Regions from separate parts of the Zea mays genome. Here region 1 is linked to region 2. Evidence: chromatin contacts called from public Hi-C data. All regions are on one chromosome and are shown on one strand. The core of a region is the stretch at or near the end of the contact, and the rest is flanking DNA. Distances in the headings are between cores, read along the strand shown.

Evidence for each region. A called contact is a pair of places that touch in the nucleus more often than the background predicts.
Region 1: a contact with region 2 is called in a Hi-C map of leaf, with 7 times the contacts expected there. The contact joins the promoter of LOC100273787 here to the promoter of LOC100284839 in region 2. A contact is called at or near these places in 3 of 25 Hi-C or Micro-C datasets (all in leaf).

What each region holds. Positions count from the first base shown.
Region 1 is chr10:7,902,099-7,905,073 of Zm-B73-REFERENCE-NAM-5.0, forward strand. LOC100273787 (putative ACT-domain containing protein kinase family protein) reads left to right here and starts at 1,287. Exons shown (of 15, transcript NM_001148189.3): 1 at 1,287-1,706; 2 at 2,637-2,751. The coding sequence starts at 1,465.
Region 2 is chr10:7,534,508-7,537,436 of Zm-B73-REFERENCE-NAM-5.0, forward strand. It overlaps LOC100284839, which reads right to left and starts at 1,492. Exons shown (of 9, transcript NM_001157734.2): 1 at 1,316-1,492; 2 at 721-874; 3 at 558-640; 4 at 390-449. The coding sequence starts at 835.

The DNA of each region.
Region 1 (2,975 bases), core at 37-2,536, 370 kb after region 2:
CAACCTGTGAGCAGAAGAGAAGAAGATTCACCTCTGACAGCGCTGTAGCGGTCACTCGCTCGCTTTATGCATCTAGGCTCGGCGCGGACGAACCTACCGTGGAAGAGGGAGGTGGACGACAGCGAGAGTGGCTGTCACATTTGGCATCGCGCTGTCCAGCACCGACAGAAGCCCAACCCCCTTGCTTCCGCCTCTACGGCCGTGCTGGTGGCGGTGGAGGACTCCAGATCTAGAACCGAGAGCCACGGACAGATGTGCTGGAGATAACACGAAGCGACACATGGGAGGAGAGTGGGGATGGTTTGGAGGCCTCGCCTCTCTCCATCCTCAAAATAGTAGTCGATTGAGGCGGGGAAGGGAGCACGGTGCATGCCATGGCCGCCAAGTATGGAAGGGGACGCGCCTTCCATGGCCATGGATCTCGCCTTCCATGGTCGTGGATCTCACCTTCCATGTCCACATCGGGTGCCCGCATGCACGCGCGTCCGGGGTCGAGCGAGCGTGCGGGCCACCGGGAGGGGTCAGGTCGGGCGCGGGGACGCGTGCAAGCGGGCGGCGGCGCGGGGGCGCGTGGGGCTGGCGGGGGCACGGTGAAGCCGGGTGGACGCCCTCGGTAGCTACTTATGGTGTAGTAGAGATTTACAGTAGGGGTTCTCCCCTCCTGGACTTTCAATAAAAATGTGAGAGCCTCGTTGTTTAGGCCGACATAAGATACATGATGGCCCTCCCGATCGATTCTGGTGACATAAGGCATTACTACTAAGTGCTTGTTCAGTTATGTCTGTATTGAAGTGGAGTGAGGGTGGCCTAAAGAGGGACAAGACTGAACAGATATAAAAGTCCCTAAAAATACGTCATGATCAACTTGCTATACTACTTAAATAAATATAGCCCTAATAGCATTAGAGTGCCGGCACTACTTAATGATATCCCTTCCGATCGTTGTTCTTACCCATTTCACGCCATGAATCATTGCTACTTAAAGAAGCGCGGGCCCATCAGAAAACCTGCAAAGACAACTTCGTGGCGTGCACGTAGCAGCAGTGCACTGTGCAGCAGCCCCTTCAACCTTCATCCCTGTTCGTGCAGTCGGTGTCCTCCATACACCACGTGCACTGTTTCCCTCTCACTGCCACCGGGGCCTACGGCGCATAGCGAAATCCAAGGGCCCTCTTCTTCGACACATTCTCCTCTCAGAGGGATGACTTGAAAAGACGTCGTTGCCCTTGGAACAGCCTCGTATTCTCTTCCTCATACCTCGCGCGTTAAAAAACCTCCTTCGTCTCCTGGTCTGTGTCCCACACTCCTATCCTTCTCGCCTTCGACTGCCCAGAGCGCCCAGCGCCCGCGACGCTTCTAGAACACGCGACGCGGGCGAGCGCGCTGGCGGGTGGGCGAGGCAAAACTAAGGAGGCGGGAGGGGCGGCGATGCGGGGCAGGTGACGCTGCGGCGCGGCGTGGGGGATGGTGGCGGCGGAGGGTGGGCCCGGCGGGGCCGTCGAGGAGGGCGTCGGGGAGAGCTCGTCCCCGCCGCGCGAGGACGCCGTCCCAGCGCCCGCCGGCTCCGGCGGGAGCGGGGGCAGCGGAGGCGCCCGCGAAATCTGTGCCCAGGTGCTCGACCGCCTCGTCGCCGACGGCTACGCGGAGGCGTCCGACCCCGAGTTCCGCGACAGGCTCGCCGCCCATTTCGGCCGGCTCCCGCACAGGTGCTGATCCATTACCTCGGCCTGCCGCATCCTAGGCCTTCGCTTGCCGTGGTGTAGGCTTTACATGCCCTGGTTGCGGAAATCTGTGCTCATTGTTTCGGTCAAGGAGGGTAGCGTGCTCGTTTCGGGTTTCAGATTTTGGGTGTCGGCATGGCGAAGCTTAGTGGTGAGCTTCGTTTTAGGTGTGAATTTTTGTATCATGTTGACCTTTTGGTTAGCTTCCGTGCTCTCACTGCTGCTTCCGTGTTTGATGTGCTAAGAGACTGTTGTTTGACTTGGCAATTGGATCGGACATCACTCGGTACTGTTTGCTTGAGGACTGGATGAATTTACAATTTTACACTACTTTAGTGTTCGAACGGTACCTAGCAGCCATGCCTGGCTCGATGTTGATCTGGTGTGCTCTGTGATTAAGCTAACGTTGGAAGTAAATGGAGTGAGCAGGGTTTCTTAGAATCATCTGCTGGCTCACACCCTTCCGGAAAAAAAGGAAAGCTTTCATCCTCGTTCTGAACTGTTGTCTTTACCTGTATAAAAAGTGAAATTCCAAAGCGTCTCTTTTAGATCTATAGCCGCAAAATTTCTCAAGATAGTAAATATGCTTACAAACAAATATGTTCCAGATCGTAGCGTGGATTAACAATTGCATACTAGCCCTTAGTCTTGTAGTTATCCCTTATTCCCTTGTATTGAACACATAGTCAGTCTTATCCCTTAGTCTTGTAGCTTGCCTCTGTATTCTTCCCGGGTGGGGTAGACTGGTAGTTCACTTTTATCATATTCAAAGGAAGCTGGTAGCTGCAGTCTCTGTTTCCACATTAGGATTGCTATATGACAATTAATTAATTCTTCCGTTGTCTTACTTGTATAATCAATTAATCATGAAGCTAACAATAACATTGGTTCTTCTTTTGTTTTCTCATACCGTAGCTATCAGCTGGATATCAATGTTGACAAAGCATCCGATGTCTTGGTCCACCAGAACGTCTTAGCGGAAGCAAAGGATCCTGATAGGCGCCCTGCATTCTATGTCCGTTTCTTGAGGGTAAAGTTCTGCAATAAACTACTATCTGCTATATGATAGCAGTAGCTACTTTAGTGGCTAGTGGTTTCAATTTATTTTATTGTTACCGAAGTTTAGTTTCGGAAAAGAACAGGAAAGCTAAACCTCACTCAAGTGATTTGAAGCCTCCCCTCACTCGATTTTTTTTTCAGTCAATCAATGAACGCCACAACGGTGGCTTCACCAACCCCTTTGAAACTAGGGTC
Region 2 (2,929 bases), core at 242-2,741:
GAGCATCCCCCTTCCAATGATTGCAGGTGGGTAACTACTAATCGGACATGCAGAAACATTGAAATGTGTTAACAGCTTAACTCATGCCCACAGAAACATATGTGTAAGCATATGATTGAAGCTTAAAAGGCTCAGGGTCTATGATGTCCTATCACTGTTCTAGACAGCTTGGCATAATGTGATTAATGTGAATGTTCATAAAACAAATACTATACTGTTGATCCTTTCATAAAACACAACTAGAAAAATAATGTGACACAAATAGCAAAAAAACACAATATATTTGGCAAGAACAGACTGAATTCCATGAAGTTTTCAGCAGTGAGCTTTGGTTTCATGACAACAAAATTTTCACTGACAAAATATATATAAGGATCCAGTGGGCATACCCGGTCAGCAAACATGCTATCCTTTCTGTTGGTCTTAAACAAGGCTAATTGGAATTCATCCTGCAGATAATACATCAAAGCTCCAAGGAGAGATCAGACACAATGACTTCATGGAAACAAAGTTGTCATTCACTGCCACTTCACACTAAGAGCTTAGAACCTACAAACCTTGTTAATCAAGCCATCATCAACCACAGCACTGCTAATCTTCTTGAACAGCTCATACAGAGCCTCGATTTCATTCACATTAACTGCAGAATAATGAAAATCCACTGCTGAATAAACGGCAACAGATATGAAAACAAGCATAGCGAGAGTAAAAAGAGCATACAAACAGTTTCTCTAGCCAGGCGTTCGGGGTCCTCGAGGCCCTTTGGCCGATTGGGTATGTCAAGGTCGCAGCACTTGAGCAGGGCAGAGGCGAGCCGTCGAACAAAGTCCACCATTGCACACTCCACGAATATCCAAATCAACACTTCTCCTAGCTGCAAATGACCAAGAAGTGGGTCAGGCCTCAGGGCCTACCACCGCAGCGCACGAGCAATTTCCACGACCGGATGACACCACCCACAATACCCACCCAGTTCCCCCTTCCGATTGGAGCAAAATCCCATAAAAACAGGGAACCAATCACTTCCCCGCTCAGGATCACCGGATCACAGCACAGCTGGAGGCACGCAAATCGTAATCCCGACCGACGACCCGATACCTCGGACACGGACACGAAACCAAGCTAGAAACGGATCCCGCAGCCGCCGAAACGCCGTCGCAAGCACGCACCACCGCTGGTCCGCATTCTCTCCGCGGCTCCCGGCTTCCACGCGCGAAAGGCACGGCCACGGGATCCCGCCGCATCGGAGTCCCCGGCCAGGGGAGGGGGGCGAGATGGGATTCGTGCACGAAAAGAGATCGGTAGCAGGCCTCACCTCATCGGGGATCCTGGTGGATGGAGGCGGGCTGTTTGCGCGTGGAGGGTCGGAGGGCGGGGACCGGCGGTGAGAGGTTGCGGAGGCGGGGGAGTGCGTGGCCGCGAGAGGAGGGAGTGGTGAAACTCGAGGGAGGGAGCGAATCGTCGGAGGAGGAGCGCCACGTCAACGGTTCCTGAGGATGTCGTTGGTATGTTCTCCTCGTGAAACCCCGTCCCACATCCCGGGCACATTCCTGGGCCGATAGGTAGATGGGCTTCCGTGACAGGATGGTGGCAACCTCCGTGACCCGTGGACCCAGCGAGAGTAGGCCATGGTTTCTCCATTGGGTATCAAGATTTGAGCTGGGTCAGATCTAGAGATGGCAACGAGTACTTATCCATCGGGTATTGCATACTCATATTTATACCCATAAAAACAAAATCTACCCGCCATAATATCCATACCCGGCCACGGGTAGAAAGTATAGCCACACCCGTACCCGAGTGGATATTGACACCCGATGGGTAACCCATACCAGATTAGCACCCGACAAAGAGTAACAAATTACACATTTAAATAGTCACATATAGACAAGATATAAGCTCAAATCGCTCACAAGCCATAATCTAACATATTCACATGAGTTCAAAAGTTACATGTTTAGTTACAGCCTACATGGCCACATCAGCCTTGGGGATATTGCTATCGTTTGGCTAACCATGTTGTTCAGCCATATTTTTCGATCAAACAGGATGCCCGATGAGTGGAGCAGTACATTAGTATCAATCTTCAAGAAGAAGGGAGATATTCAAAGTTGTACCAACTATCAAGTGATTAAGCTCATGAGCCACACTATGAAACTATGGGAGAGAGTTATTGAGCATCGCCTGAGAGGAATGACGCATATCATCATGAACAAATTTAGATTCACGTGTGGAAGGTCAACCATGGAAGCAATTTTCTTAATAAGGCAGGTCATGGAGCCACATAAGGAGCAGAAGAAGGACTTGCACATGGTTTTTATCGACTTGGAAAAGGCCTATGATAAAATACCTAGGAATCTAATGAGGCGGACATTGGATAAGCATAAAGTCCCTATTGTAGTTTTAGAGAAATAAGTGACATGTTTCCAAAATATTTAAATAAATTAAATATTCTAATTTCGAATAAGACAAGCATATAACTCAGATAAATAACATGTGTAATTATAACAGCAATGAACAGTAGCATTTCTAGGACATGAAAACATGTAACATAGCTACTCAAGTTCATTTGAATATTAAACATGGCAAGTAGATGAAGAAGGCAGATTAAACACATAAACATGATTGTTTATATTAAAATATTGCTCTCAAAATAGCGGGTTGCTGCACTAAACAGCCCTCCAACGCTAAGTGGTGATCAGAGATCCTTGACTAACGTGACAGTCCTACCTTATCAAATTAGGGTTTTAGAACAAATATAATGAGCCTAGAATTCAAGCATGAATTCCAAAGTAAAGAACTGAGCAGTAAATAAAATAACAGAATTTAACACAGGTAATCAACCTCAACAAAGAGAGATATAACTAAGCACAAATATATATTTAATGCTGAAAATAACAACACACTAAAACTCAGACTGTCACTTTGT